Regions from separate parts of the Mus musculus genome. Here regions 1, 2, 3 and 5 are each linked to region 4. A link is a contact called in public HiChIP or PLAC-seq and promoter capture Hi-C data. All regions are on one chromosome and are shown on one strand. Each heading gives the region's core, a stretch centred on a gene start, on an enhancer-like site or on the middle of the called end of the contact. The rest is flanking DNA. Distances are from core to core; before and after follow the strand shown.

Region 1 (2,700 bases), core at 180-2,679, 1.9 Mb before region 4:
CAGACACGATTTCTTTGTGTAGCCTTGGCTTTCCTGGAACTCTCTCTGTAGAACAAGCTGGCCTCTAACTCACAGACATCCTCCTGCCTCTGCCCCCTGAGTGTTGGGCTAAAAGGTGTTGGCTGCACGGAGAGATGGCTTAGCTGTTAAAAGAATAGGCTCGTAACCAAAAATGTGAGAGAGGATTTCTAACAAGATTACAGCAGGTGTTCTGGTTTGTCTCGAGAGCTAGAGGCGTGGCTCAGAGGTGCTTGTGTAACACATGTGAAGCCAGAGGTTCAATCTCAGGACTTGCAGAAAATGAAAGAATTAAAAACTGTAGGAAACAAAGAACAGAAGTTCCTTTGATTCATTCAGGACAGCCGTTCAAAGCCTTCGCCTCCATTAGGCACAAAGGAACTGTGCCTTAGGAACTGTGAACTATCAAGATGAAGAAGCCAGTTCTTGCTGACCAATAGACCATGGTCTGGGAGAAAGGCAGCTTTGATAAGAGAGAAACACAGGCAGATGTGCGGCATGAGGAGCAGAAACACAACAAAGCCAAGAACTGGGGGGAATGTCTGCTTGAGGCCTTGGGCAAGGTTTCCTAAAGGAAGTGTCATTTGGGTGGGACTGTAGAGAATGAATCCATATTAATTAAACAGAGATGTGAAGGGGCAGGGAGCATCCAGGTATGAGCAAGTCGTGGATCTGTGAAGTGGTGGGAAGCAGTGCTGAGTACAGGCTGCGTGTGAGCAGAGAAACCACACAGTGCACAGACAGGGCGGCTCAGGTCACAGGAGCCTCCTTCCCCACAGCTCTTGGGGCTACGCCCCATGTGATGGATGGTGTGGTCTGGTGAATGCGCCATTTCTGACTCTGGAAGCCACGTTCTCACTGCATCCTCAGTCTCTCCTCTGTGATTAGCCTGGTGCTCCTTCATCTGTTAAAGACGCAGCTCCATCAGGGTGCCCTCCTGTTCTTGTCTAACCTTAGTTAGCTCCTCACAAAGCCTGTCTCGGATCAGTCACTGGGTGGTTGGTTGTCGAGGTCTGCATGTACGGAGAGGCATCTCAGTGCCTTCTATTAGCAGATGAATCGTCTTATATTCGCAGGAAATGAAGTCTGAGGGTCAGCTATTGTTTTTACCTCCCTCTCTTAATCGTGCTAGCTGCTATTTTATGAACATTCAAAGGAAACAGTTGATATTAATTTATTAGTGCATTTTATGTCTAAAATATTAGCATTTTACCATTAATTGGTATTTTAAATGTTTATATTTTAACTTGCACACTAAGACTTAAAACTCTGGTGTGTATTTTGAACTGACAGCACCATCTGGACCATAAGACTTGATGCAGTTTAGAGAGCCTAATACTCCCAGAGGGCAAGTCTCTCCATACTGGACAGCACAGCTGTCGGCAACAGAAAAGCCTCTGGCCTGCCCCTGAGTGGCACAGTCACGGGCTCATCACTGTGTGGCCTAGGGAACAGGAGAGGCTCTGGTGTTTGGGAGCGGCCCAGAGGAGATCTGAGATGTTGGAATAGACCGAGGCAGCTCTCCTGAAGGTAACTCAGTGCAGACAATGGGAAGACCTATTTGTTTGGGCAATAACAGCTGAGACAGACATGGGTTGGCAGCAGGGCTAAAGGAGGGGCCTAGTTCTTTATATAGCTCATACTATATAGAGATAGAGTTTCTCTGTGTAGCCTTGGATGTCCTGGAGCTCACTCTGCAGACCAGGCTGGCCTCAAACTCAGAGATCTGTTTGCCTTTCTCTCCCTAGTGCTGGGATTAAAGGCGTGCACTGCCATGCCTGTCCTGACATGCCATTTATGTCAATGAATAAGCTTCTAGTTGCAAAAGTGAAGTCCGAGTTTTAGGATATAAAATGCCATTTGCTGGAGGTGCTTTACCGATCTTCGGTCTGGAGAAGTCTCGATGTCTTTCCTTACAAGTGAAAAGAAAGCCTTTCAGGAGCCCGGGAGTCCAGCAATAGGTGTGCAGCCATGGACCTAGCAATCTTTTATTTCTAGCATTCATGACAGCCCCCCCCCCCCCCAGCATGCATAGGGCCCTGAACATGAAGCACCACACAGGTGAAGAAACCTTCTATACGGCTGGACTCTGTGGATTCGTAACCCTTCCTTCCCTTCCCTGCACCCCTTTCTCTTCCCACGGACTCCTGGGACAGATATTGACGAGTGCCAGCGGGGGGCGCACAACTGCGGTGAGAATGCCGCCTGCACCAACACGGAGGGAGGCTACAACTGCACCTGCGCAGGCCGCCCATCCTCGCCCGGACTGAGTTGCCCTGGTAGGTGGATGCGAGGTCCAGATCAACCGTGAGGAACTAACTTGGTTCAAGAAATCTTAGGCTGCTTTTGTTTGCCTTGCGGATTCTTTAATCTGGCTGGAGACTAGATTTCACCACCGGATTGGTGGTGGACTGCGGAGTTTGTGGTCATTCTGGTTTTGTTCATTTCACAGCATCAGCGATAAGATGCTGATGATGCTGATGCTGATGATGATGATGATTAACTCCTCCCCTTCTTCCTCCTCCTAACGGTTCAGTATAGGGGTTTCTTCTTAACTCTGTGACTCCTTTTCCACTGGTTGGTTGTTTTCAGAGGCTGTGGAAAAACTTAGCTGGGCTAGACAGGTCAAAACTATGTCTAGACTTGTAATAGTATATTTTGTTTATTTCCATATATACAAAT
Region 2 (2,700 bases), core at 9-2,508, 1.8 Mb before region 4:
AATCCTTGGTGTAAATTTGGTCTGATTTCTCAATTAAGTTCCTCAAGTTTTCATTCACTTTGTGACAAAGATCTCCAGTGTCTCTGCATTGCACATGAGGAAAAATGCAACCTACTTGGGACTTCACAGTGAGGCTCAATCAGTCCTACAGCCCAGAAGGCCCAGCATTACCGCTTCTCAACAGAATTCATACGATTTTGCCTTTAAAAAAATGTTCACTCCTTATTGAATAACTTACCTAAAGCTTTAGAAACACATTAAGAAGCAATAAAGGAAATGTATCTGCCTTCTAAGCAGGGCAGGACTACCAACAGATACAGTGACCTAAGCTGAAATAAAGTTAGAGACACCAACGCCCCAGGTTATGACTATTGATTCTGTTTCCCCTGAACAGCCTTCTGTAGGGCCACCACTCCCTTAATTATTCTGGCTGTGCCCGATGACCAAGTGAGCATGACCCTTGGGACAGCTGGCTCGGGATCAGTCAAGGTTTTCTGAGTTCACTTCACCATTGTATTTCAAGTCCCTAAGTATTTCTTCTTAAAGTCCCCAAGTGTTTCATCTTAAAACCGTTCTTTGAGGCTAACTTAACAAACGCCTCTCCTGTACCACAACACAGAACCTCAAGGATGGGGGAGAAGAGGAAGGTGGAAATCAAGGAAGTCTCCCAATGCTTCCTGGACTGTCAGCTAAAGAGCTTCGGAAACAGGTAGCAGCAGAATTACCCACAACCCACCTCTGTCTTGCTGGAAGGCCAAGGGCACCATGACATTAAATAGCACACACATCAAAGCTGGGAAAGGAAATTAGTAGCTCTGGAAGTTTTACATGTGTGCCTCTTCATATACAGATATGTTAACAAATAAAACATAATTGCTATTTTCTTAGAAGACTAGAAATCAACAGAACTTCAGACTTTATTAAGAACAACTGTGAGTTCTAGAAAGAACCAGAAACCAATGGTTCCGACTTGGATCCAGGCTTAAAGCAACCTTCCTGAGAAGCAATGACTGGGGTGACTAGCTAGTCACTGGAAATCTATAGATTTCTTTAGCCTTATAACGACAGTAATAGAACATAGATCTGTGTGGGTTTTCATGACTCACAAAATACTTGTCACTAACGTTACATGGATTTTCTTGACAGCAGAATTTTGTTGTTATAAAACACAATAACCTTGCTCTTCGTGACTGCCTTCCTCTTACGCTCACTACCCTGGCTAACAAGCTCTGGGGTAAGGCTGAGAAGGCAAGGTCAAAGTCACTCAGAAATGGAGCCAAATGACCTTTGCCCTAGAAAAGCCTCACTCTGGAACGTCAGCAACCCTGGCTTTTTATAAGCAAAACACATTTGAGTTTATGTTCTCATCTACCTAAATGAAAAAGGTAGAGCCAAGTCAGTACTAACAGATTCCTTTAATTTATTGATAGAATCAGTGGAATTTTTAACTATATGCCAACAGTAAAAGTTTAACATAGTTAGCAAAAATCTGACCCTAGATTTCCTTGACAACATGTTCCATGCCAACAGCATTCTGTTGTTGTGCTAGCAGAGCAAGCCAGAACTCCTAGACACTTGTCTTCAGGAACGATGGGACTGAACTGTGACTTCCGTAATGAGGTTGGAATTTAACGGAAGCACATATCATGGTTATGCAGCAAAATTTTAGCCTTTCACAAGTAAGAGTGAGGATCACAAAATGCATTAGTCTACTTATGACTAATGCATTACAGATCAGGGTTCAAAGCCAGACGAGTTCTGTTGTTGGAATCAGAGGTTTCTACCCAGCCAATGATCATTAAGTTCTCAGATTCAAGGCACAGAAGTTTTATATTTATGAGCCTTTAAAGTACTAGAGCTGGGCAGATATACTATCATGTCGATTTCCCTGGCAATAACTCAGATATGAGTAGTCTTGGGCCAGCCCTCATGCCTAGGTCTCATGATTCCTTACCCCATGGTGTCTTCACCTTCTTTCTCTTCCTCCCCCATGGTCCTCCTCAGACCCCAAGGCAAGGAATGAAAACTCTGCCTACCACTGCCTACCACTCTTCTGCCGCCCAGCTATAGGCTGTTGGCACCTTTATTCAACCAATAGTCTTAAGAGCTAGGTTACATAGCATCACTTGGTGTGAGTGAGGACTCTCATCCCCGTGGCAACCAGATCTTGAGGGCCAGTATTATTAACATTACAATACAGAGCAAAACACGAAACCTCAGCAAGTTCTTTATTCTTCCAACAGCTTCTGCTTCAATCCTTACATAGAGTTTTCCTGCTCCCTCATGTTTAGGTTCAGCAACGTAGCTTAAAGAGCCTGTCTGCCTTCTAGGAATGGCATGGGTCACCTTCAGATCACAGCCAATGGAAAGACCACTCACAAGATCGGGACCACTAACACTTCCTTCCTGAGGAAAGGGGCGGGGGGCTTGTGTGGTGCATGCAGTGGCATGCAAGAAACACATATGGCTCATGAGACGGTAGCGTGGGAGTCTGACCCCCAGGTTTAAGGGTTGCTGGGGGTATTAATAAGTAGTATTTGTCTTCCATAGTGTAGAAGCTTATAAAATGCCTACTCAAGTAACCCCTAACCCATGCTCCCGGAAGAAAGCCCAATTAAACGCATTGGTTCACTAAGTTGGACTTGATTCAAATTGGCTTTCGGTCAGCTGCTGGTCCCCCAGCTGGGAGAACAGGTGTCC
Region 3 (2,700 bases), core at 100-2,599, 1.6 Mb before region 4:
GACAACCATCTTGGCTTTGCTCTTAACTCGCCAAGTGGGCTAGGCTGAGGAGTTGGTGAGCTTCAATGATCCCGTTGCCTACACCTCTCCAACACTGGCATTCCGAGTTTTATACCATTATACTTGGGCTTGTTTGTTTGTTCGTTTGTTTGTTTTTTTTTTTTTAATGTGGGTACTAGTAACCAAACTCAGGCCTTCGTGCCTGCTGCAAGGCACAAACTTACTAAGCCATCTCCCCAGACAGAGATTTTAATGTTATCTTACCTAGACCATGGGAATTGCTCTTTGGAAAATGCTAAGCCTTTAATAATCATTTAATCTTGAATATTCCTTCTCTTTATATAAGAAAATCTGTGCAGTGCAGTAACTACATGGCCCTTCAACTCAGACACCAATTCTGCTACTGCCAGCTGCGTGTCCTTCACCATCTCTATAACAGGCAGCCAAATAGAATCAATTGCATGGGATTGTGGGAAAAAATTTGTATGCTAGTTTCTATAAAGTACCTTATAGAAAATACTATATATAATTCTCAAAACCTCCATAGCTACATTACGTTTGCATTGCCATTGTCAGCAATGGCTAGTGTTTGCAACTTGGCTACTCATAAGAAGTTGTAATCCTCTATGCATACCTTCACTCCCTACCAATGACATCATTGCTAATGGCTCTCTGGTAGGGCCAGCCATTACAGCTGCTATCTGCTCCAAAGCTGACATACTATTCCTAAGTTTGCAGAGCATACTCTCGTTTTGGGACAAACTCTCAGACTTTCCAAAGTTCCCCCTCCCCCCCTCACTCTCCTTCCCCTTTTTCGGCTTTCCTGACCTGGCCAGTTGCTTCGCATTTCCCCTTCTGCCTTCCATCTACCTGCCTTGGACTACCTGGTCCTGTAACTCTGTCACTGACTGACTAAATGATCCTTAAACTTAGAAACTCCTCCAAGTATCGAACTCTAAGATATGATTTCCGCAGAGGGCAGAAATGGAATGTTTACATAATTTGAAGGAAAAGAGGAGGAGAAAAAAAAAAAAAAAACAACAAAAAAATCACGCTTAGCTTCTTTGGCAAGCAACCTAATAAAATAGTGAAATTTAAGAAGCCCTTTGGCTGAGAGAGCCCGGCTGCTCACACAGCAAGAAGAAGCCCTAGATCTGATGGCAAAGGTTGCGTTTTCTATCGTAAGCACACCTCTTTGCCAAGTGATTTCTCTGAAGCTGACAGAGGTTTGGCAACATCTCCACCTCTCCCAACCCCCACCCCTTTGCTGTATTGGCCGATAAGCTCAAGCCCTGTTTTATATTTAACTCGCTCCAGTTCAGAAGGGGCAGGCCTGGGGAGACGCTGTTTATATAGCGCTGAGCCAACATTCTCATCAGTCCTCCTCCTTCAAGTCAGCTTCTCTTCTGCGTCTCCATCCTACTCCTTGGTCTCCGCATTCATCCTGGAGTGGCCGGTGGGGACGAGCAGGACCGGGAAGAGGGAGAGGTGTGGGAAAGCGAAGCCAAGCTGCCAGGGATCGGACGCCTTCCAATTGAAAAGGGAAGTCAGCTGACAAGGAAAGTTAGTTAAATTTAACATCCTTTCATGTGTAACATCTGACTTCGGGGGAGAAAATGAACTTTGCAGAGGAAGAGCCCTCCAAGAAATACTGCATTAAAGGCAAACACGTGGCCATCATCTGTGGAGTAGTGGTGGCAGTTGGATTAATAGTGGGACTTTCTGTGGGTTTGACCAGGTCGTGTGAGCAGGACACAACCCCAGCTCCTTCCCAACCTCCTCCGGAAGCCAGCACTGCCCTCCCTCCTCAGGACCAGAATGTCTGCCCTGACAGTGAAGATGAAAGCGGAGAATGGAAAAACTTCAGGCTGCCTGACTTCATCAATCCAGTTCACTACGACCTGGAGGTGAAGGCCCTGATGGAGGAAGACAGGTACACGGGAATAGTGACCATCTCTGTCAACTTGAGCAAACCCACTCGTGACCTATGGCTCCACATCAGGGAGACCAAGATCACCAAGCTGCCGGAGCTAAGGAGGCCCTCTGGGGAGCAGGTACCAATTCGACGGTGCTTCGAGTATAAGAAGCAGGAGTACGTGGTGATCCAGGCTGCAGAAGACCTTGCGGCCACCAGTGGGGACAGTGTCTATCGGCTGACCATGGAGTTTAAAGGCTGGCTGAACGGTTCCCTTGTGGGTTTTTACAAAACCACCTACATGGAGGACGGGCAAATCAGGTATGTGCTGTGTGGTGCTGTGTGTGTTACTGTGTGTAGTGCAGAGCTGTGTTATGCTGTGTGTGGTGGGACGAGGTGTGATACAGTGTGGTGCTGTGCTGTGTTGTGTTGTGTTGTGTTGTGTTGTGTTGTGTTGTTTTGTTCTGTGTGCGGTGCGGTGCGGTGCTGAGCTGTATGTGCTACTATGTGCAGTGTGGTGCTGTGTTATGCTGTGTGTGGTGGGACGAGGTGTGATGCAGTGTGGTGCTGTGCTGTGTTGTTCTGTGTGCGGTGCAATACAGTGCTGTGTGGTGCTTCCTCTGAACCCAGTTTCTGCAGTGTTTATTTTTGCCTTTTCTCTTTGCTTCCCATCTCTTGTGTTTTGTGGGTCTGATCCCTATCTGCCCTTGCTTTCAATTCTGCTTGTTCATCTGAGAAGTAAGATGTTTTGCCTTCTTGTAATTTGAAAATGTATCACCAACTCG
Region 4 (2,700 bases), core at 84-2,583:
TTATATCTCTGTGTTTTTCTCATTTATATACAGTAATATATATATATATATTAAAATTATTTCTCTTTTTTGCTACAGACACTATTGAATAAACATTCTAAAGACAGGCCTATTCAATGCTTACAATACATGTATTTTTAATTTGTAATTTATTTAAAAGATAAATACAAAGTTACATATTTGATGAATGCCGAATAACAGAGTGCTATTTAAAAGTGCATTTCTCAATGATATTTATGGTACTTAGAAGTTAGTTAACAGATGCACATTATCTATAGCTACAATAAAGTAACATTCCAAGAAAGAACATACATTAAAAAAGGAAACTCTAGTTATGTAAATAAATGGAAAGTTTTGTTATAGTAATTCTATGTTCTTACTTGAACAACTTTTTTTTTTTTCCTGTTTGCTTTTTCTTTTCCAAGACAGGGTTTCTCTGTGTAATCCTGACTGTCCTGGAACTCATTAGTTAGACCAGGCTGGCCTTGAACTCACAGGGATCTACCTGTCTCTACCTCCTAAATACTAGGATTAAAAGAGCACACCATCACTCTGGCTGGTCGAACAACTTCTAAAGTCATGGGTGAAGAATTATTGCCGATCACAAGTCAGTGTTTAGGCAATCTAGCTTTTGACCGCTTGGATCGTTCCTTCCACTTGGTTGAGAAGCAGAGCTGGAATCCGTCCAACTGGCTAAAGCATTTGCTGCCCAGGTGCGGAGAGATTTCTGTTCTCATTTCTTGGGTCATGTACCAAAGGCTTTACCCAAATGCTTCCTGTTGGTATTACTAGATCCATTCCTGCCCTGGAGAGTTGGCTCAGCGGTTAAGAGCACTTGTTGCTGTTGCCCTTGTAAAGATGCCCAGGTTCGATTCCCAGCACCCACACGGAGGCTCACCACCTCCTCAAATATGAAGGCAAAACACTCATACACATAAGATAGTAAAAATAAACCTTAAAAAGAAAAGAAAGTCCATTCCTATTCTTTCTAAAGAAACTTCCTCAGCACAGCAGGCTCAGAAAGGCTCGAGAAAGTTAAAATATTGTTGACCTCTTAAAACTTTTCCAATAAAAAATGTCTTTTTTTTGATAAACATTTTAACATCTTTTCATGTACTTTTGACATGTTTTTTTATCAAAACTTGAGTCTCAGATTTCATTTGCTTCGACCGTTGAAAGACAAACCAGTTATCAGACAAGTTCCTTTCCTTGTGAAAGTTCAGGGAAACTCCTTATTTGGAGTAGGGCAGAGATGGAGTCATCCAAGAGTGAAGGAAGAGACTGCCAATGAGAAAGCAGGAACATAATGACACTATTTTGATGTCATCAAAAGACAAGCTCTCCTTGTCCCCTTTTGGGGGTCGATCTCGGAATTGGAGCGCAGAGGAGAAGTAGGCGTCGCAGAGGCACGTGTATCAACACGTTTATTTGCACTTGAGGCCAAGCTGGGGTTTTCCTGGTGGACGGTGCCAGAGTCAGTAACACGACTCCCAGAAGACCTTTCCCGCAACAGTCCCTAACGGGGCGTGTCTTGGCGTGGCGTTAGACAAGCACGGTCTGAGCAAGGAAGGACTTTTCTTTTCAGATTCCCGTTTCCTGAAACAGAAGCTGTTGAGGAGAAACGCTGTGTTTCCGGGAGGTTGTACCGGAATAAAGACTCTCCCGGGTCAGACTGCTGCTCTGAAGTGTTATTTTCTGAGTGAGTATCAGCTTACAAATGAAAACTTGCAGGAGGTGCGGTGCAGATGCTCGCAGGATGGGGGCGGCAGAGTGTTCTCAAAGGTGATTGCGGTAGACTTGGTGCCACCTCTGTCTCTGTTGCTTTTAAGTAACTCTTGAGCCCTTAGAAAGGTTTGCGCTTCTAGAAGCTCCTCAGAAGGGACAGGGGGGAAAAAAGAGCAGAGGAAAGGCTACCTACAGTTCAGTTGTTGTGAAGAGGAGAAAAATATGAACCCTTTAATGTATATATATATATATGGATTAATAGCAATGTACTTAGTCACAGAACTTGCCAGACCTGCTAGCCTTACTGCTCACAAAATCAGTGTCTGATGAGGGCATTAAAGGATTGTGGGGACTACTGATTTGAAACTGGGTTTGGAGCACATAGGAAGCTATCAAAGACGCTGCCGCTTGCTTGTACGATGGAGTCAGTAATTTCTTGCCAGGGCACAGTTGTGTGAATGTCACTCAGCATACTTGGGGAGTAGGGACAGAAATTCTGGGTGTGGGCAAGTCTTGGTTACAAAGAAAGCGCACATAAAAAAAATTAAATTCCTTTGGGTGTCTAGGTAAAATGGTCCTATCATTAAAAAATTGTAACATTTGAAAGTAGCACTCTAGCCTGGAAAGTCACAAATTAAAACCTCTGAAGTTGTTAGTATTTACAGCAGGTACCAGCACAAAGGCAGGAGCAGATGAGCAGATTTTATGTCACAACACAATGTCACCTCCATCCTAATACTTGCTTCTTGGCATTTGAAAAAACTGTGTGCTTCTAACACTCCTAAAAGTGACAATATTGACCTTTGCCTGATGAGACGTCACAGCTAAAAACTATTTCAGAGTTTCCTGTGTCTGTTTGTTGCTTCTGCTCAAGCCTACACAGGTCTCCATGCGCCTTACTTTGCCCTCAATGTTCTTGAACATTTGAGAGCATTCGTGACTGTAGAAGCTTCAAACCTGAGTCACACTGTCCCC
Region 5 (2,700 bases), core at 31-2,530, 1.9 Mb before region 4:
TTTTAATTTGTTTGGTTGGTTTGGTTTTTCGAGACAGGGTTTCTCTGTGTAGCCCTGGCTGTCCTTGAATTCACTCTGTAGACCAGGCTGGCCCTAAACTCAGAAATCTGCCTGCCTCTGCCTCCCAAGTGCTGGGATCAAAGGCATGTGCCACCACTGCCCGACTTCAGCAGAAAGCTCTTAACTGCTGAGCCATCTTTCCAGCTCCAAAGTGCCTAGTTTAGAAATTAATTTTAAAGCTCACAGCTATAAGAACCAAGTATGGGTGCCTTAGATTTCCAGGCACATAAATATTTATTGACTGAATAAATCAATGTTTGCCCTTGCTGAGACACTATGCCCCTCATCGTTCTTCCTACTTTATGTAGAATAAAATATTAAAATTATGATCACAACGCTTCTTTTAAATGATTTAACTGAAATGTAATTAAGCAACTGTCATTATCGTTTGTAGGATGTCGTGCAGAGGGCTTTGTGAGATTTCTCTGAAGCCTGACCTGCTTCTGTAATGGTGAAGGAACACGTTCGATGCCTCGAGGTTTACCTCAACCTGACTGTACAATTAGATTTCTGCTCTTTGAGTTGGCTCACTGTGTTAACTGGGGGATAAAATGGTCTTGTAGGACTTGATCAGAGAGATATTGCAGAAAGGGGGAAGGGACATGCAAAGCTCTTTGGCCATCTTACTGTGTGTTCCTGGTGCAGCTGTTGACTGAAATGATTTCTACATGCAGACACACATAGGGTCTTCAGTCTTAGGAATATCTATATTTTCAACCTGACAATGTAGTTCAACTCAGATGGTGTCTAAAATATATGAGTAATTTAGAGTTGTCGGAAATACTCATGTTTTGCCTCTGAAGGAAGCTTTGAGTCTTTGGGGGAATGGTTGGATCTGGGCTTGGGCCTACAAAGCACTCGGCTAAGAAGAAAAACAGAAGTTGTCCCAGGCTACCGAGGACACAACAAGAAACTATGGAAGCCATGCTCATAGGTGGCAATCTAAGAAGTCAAGAGCTGTCAAGGACTCCAGTTGGGTCAAATGCATTGAATATGGAGACATCAATGCATTCATAAAGGTAATGAAAGAGTAGAAGAAAAAATTCAGGACTCATGAATATTAGACTGTGGTCTGCAGGCTGGACGCTAATGAAGGCTCAACTCCATTGACCCATTGCCCAGGGGCAGCTATTATCATTGAAATGCAGTCATGTAATCTAACGGTAAAACAATGCAGAAGTGGAAAGTGCGTGGAGATCTTAGAGGCAATGTATGTCTAACAGAGACGAGCTTTATATAATCCCCACAGTTAACACAAACCGCCTTGTTTAAGCTCCATAACAGCTTGCTGACTCTGTGCTGACAAATTAGTAAAGGCGACTTCTTGGCTGACAGCAGGGACACTTTCTTCCCGTGGCTTCCTTACAGATACTTTAAAAACGGAAGCTTAGTGACTAGCTTGTGTCGGGTCATACTTCTCAGTGAGTAATATGTGGTCACGGAGCTGGACGACAGGTTCATGTTTAGTTAGCTTAGCATTTTACAGGAGAAATCCAGCTGGGATGTTTTGAAAATAATCTTCAGGGACTTGGCTATGTTCTCTCTCTCTCTCTCTCTCTCTCTCTCTCTCTCTCTCTCTCTCTCTCTCTCTCGCTCTACTTTCTTTTGTTCCTCCTAGGTTTGGTCTGTTTAGGTATCGTGGAGTCTGACCTTCAACTCTCAGCAATCCTGCATCTTGACTTCCAGGCATTGGTAAGAGGCCCGACAAGCTTGCCCATCAAAACCACGCTAAAGTGGGATGGAAAGCCATCCCACTTTACATTCAGGTTATTTAAACTTATACAATAGCCTGGCAATTGTAAATTGTGTTATAAAGAAGTTTAAGCTACATTTAAGCTACAAAATACAGAAGTTACCCTCTACTGCTTAAAAAATTCTTTTTTTTTTTTTTTTTTTTTGCCCTCACGATAGTTATGTTAGAGGTGCGCCTATAGTGAAAACAAAACAAAACAAACAAATAAAATGACCACCATCCCAGGGCAGGTTAGAAAGACATCAGTCAGCAGTGGACATTCAGGGGAAGCCCTTCCCCCTGCCCCCCAAAGGTCTTGGCTTATTTTATGTGAATGAATCTACAAAACCAAATGGAAACAAGAATGTCAAACCAAACATTAAATCACTTGAGTTGAAATATGGTATAATTATTGACATGTATTTTTGTGTATTGACACCTACATCTGATTCTCTAAGTTTTGATTATAGTTCATATTTTGAACAAAGAATGGGTAGGAAACTTTACTGATGGATGTTTCCAGTATGATTGCTTGGAGTAAGTTGTAACATCTGGAGAAGAGAAAGAAACAGCAGAAGATGCAATGATACTGACTAGCATTCATTCATCCAGAAGTTCCAGGTATCAACAACTATGCTAAAGGCTCCATACTTACTGTCTATGTCAGAACTATGCTAAAGGTTCCATGAGTAGTATCTATGTCAGTCCTCTATCCGGTCAGAACCATCTTTTGCACAAATGAAAAACCGAGGCCCAGAATGGTCAAACACCTATCCCCATCTCCAGACCTGTACCCTCAAGCCTGAAAGAGGACACTTGTTAATCCCAGACACTGCACCACAGGAAATGGTGACATTCCCAGTGGGATAAGAAAATGCTCCTATCCAGAGGTCGAGGGCACAGGCCTG

The links. Promoter capture Hi-C pulls out the DNA fragments that hold promoters and counts their contacts. HiChIP or PLAC-seq counts read pairs in DNA pulled down with a chosen protein or histone mark.
Region 1: a promoter capture Hi-C map of cranial neural crest shows a contact between it and region 4. The contact joins the enhancer-like site here to the promoter of Alpk1 in region 4. A contact is called at or near these places in 4 of 39 promoter capture datasets (cranial neural crest, embryonic stem cells, hippocampal neurons and 1 more) and 1 of 115 datasets of contacts at active chromatin or transcription factors (large pre-B cells).
Region 2: a contact with region 4 is called in a promoter capture Hi-C map of liver, with 2.7 times the contacts expected there. The contact joins the enhancer-like site here to the promoter of Alpk1 in region 4. A contact is called at or near these places in 7 of 39 promoter capture datasets (the 3T3-L1 cell line, hippocampal neurons, liver and 2 more).
Region 3: an H3K27ac HiChIP or PLAC-seq map of large pre-B cells shows a contact between it and region 4, with 5 times the contacts expected there. The contact joins the promoter of Enpep here to the promoter of Alpk1 in region 4. A contact is called at or near these places in 2 of 39 promoter capture datasets (hippocampal neurons and liver) and 2 of 115 datasets of contacts at active chromatin or transcription factors (large pre-B cells and pro-B cells).
Region 5: a promoter capture Hi-C map of the HPC-7 cell line shows a contact between it and region 4, with 6 times the contacts expected there. The contact joins the enhancer-like site here to the promoter of Alpk1 in region 4. A contact is called at or near these places in 4 of 39 promoter capture datasets (the HPC-7 cell line, cranial neural crest, liver and 1 more) and 2 of 115 datasets of contacts at active chromatin or transcription factors (large pre-B cells and pro-B cells).

The regions. Positions count from the first base shown.
Region 1 is chr3:129,692,515-129,695,214 of GRCm38.p6, reverse strand. It overlaps Egf (epidermal growth factor), which reads left to right. Exons shown (of 24, transcript NM_010113.4): 19 at 2,175-2,297. Among named protein-coding and RNA genes, the nearest start is that of 6330410L21Rik, 60 kb to the left of the region's middle. Within about 2 kb of position 1,429, at least 9 of the 459 cell types and tissues checked have an H3K27ac peak or open chromatin away from gene starts, as enhancers often do.
Region 2 is chr3:129,581,214-129,583,913 of GRCm38.p6, reverse strand. The region is part of intron 2 of Elovl6 (ELOVL family member 6, elongation of long chain fatty acids (yeast)); the gene reads right to left. Among named protein-coding and RNA genes, the nearest start is that of Gm35986, 50 kb to the right of the region's middle. Within about 2 kb of position 1,258, at least 22 of the 459 cell types and tissues checked have an H3K27ac peak or open chromatin away from gene starts, as enhancers often do. A contact at or near this core is called in liver, where this site is marked.
Region 3 is chr3:129,331,398-129,334,097 of GRCm38.p6, reverse strand. It overlaps Enpep (glutamyl aminopeptidase), which reads left to right and starts at 1,349. Exons shown (of 20, transcript NM_007934.3): 1 at 1,349-2,236. The coding sequence starts at 1,617.
Region 4 is chr3:127,779,160-127,781,859 of GRCm38.p6, reverse strand. Alpk1 (alpha-kinase 1) reads left to right here and starts at 1,333. Exons shown (of 14, transcript NM_027808.1): 1 at 1,333-1,699.
Region 5 is chr3:129,642,126-129,644,825 of GRCm38.p6, reverse strand. No RefSeq gene overlaps it. Among named protein-coding and RNA genes, the nearest start is that of 6330410L21Rik, 110 kb to the left of the region's middle. Within about 2 kb of position 1,280, at least 3 of the 459 cell types and tissues checked have an H3K27ac peak or open chromatin away from gene starts, as enhancers often do. A contact at or near this core is called in the HPC-7 cell line, where this site is marked.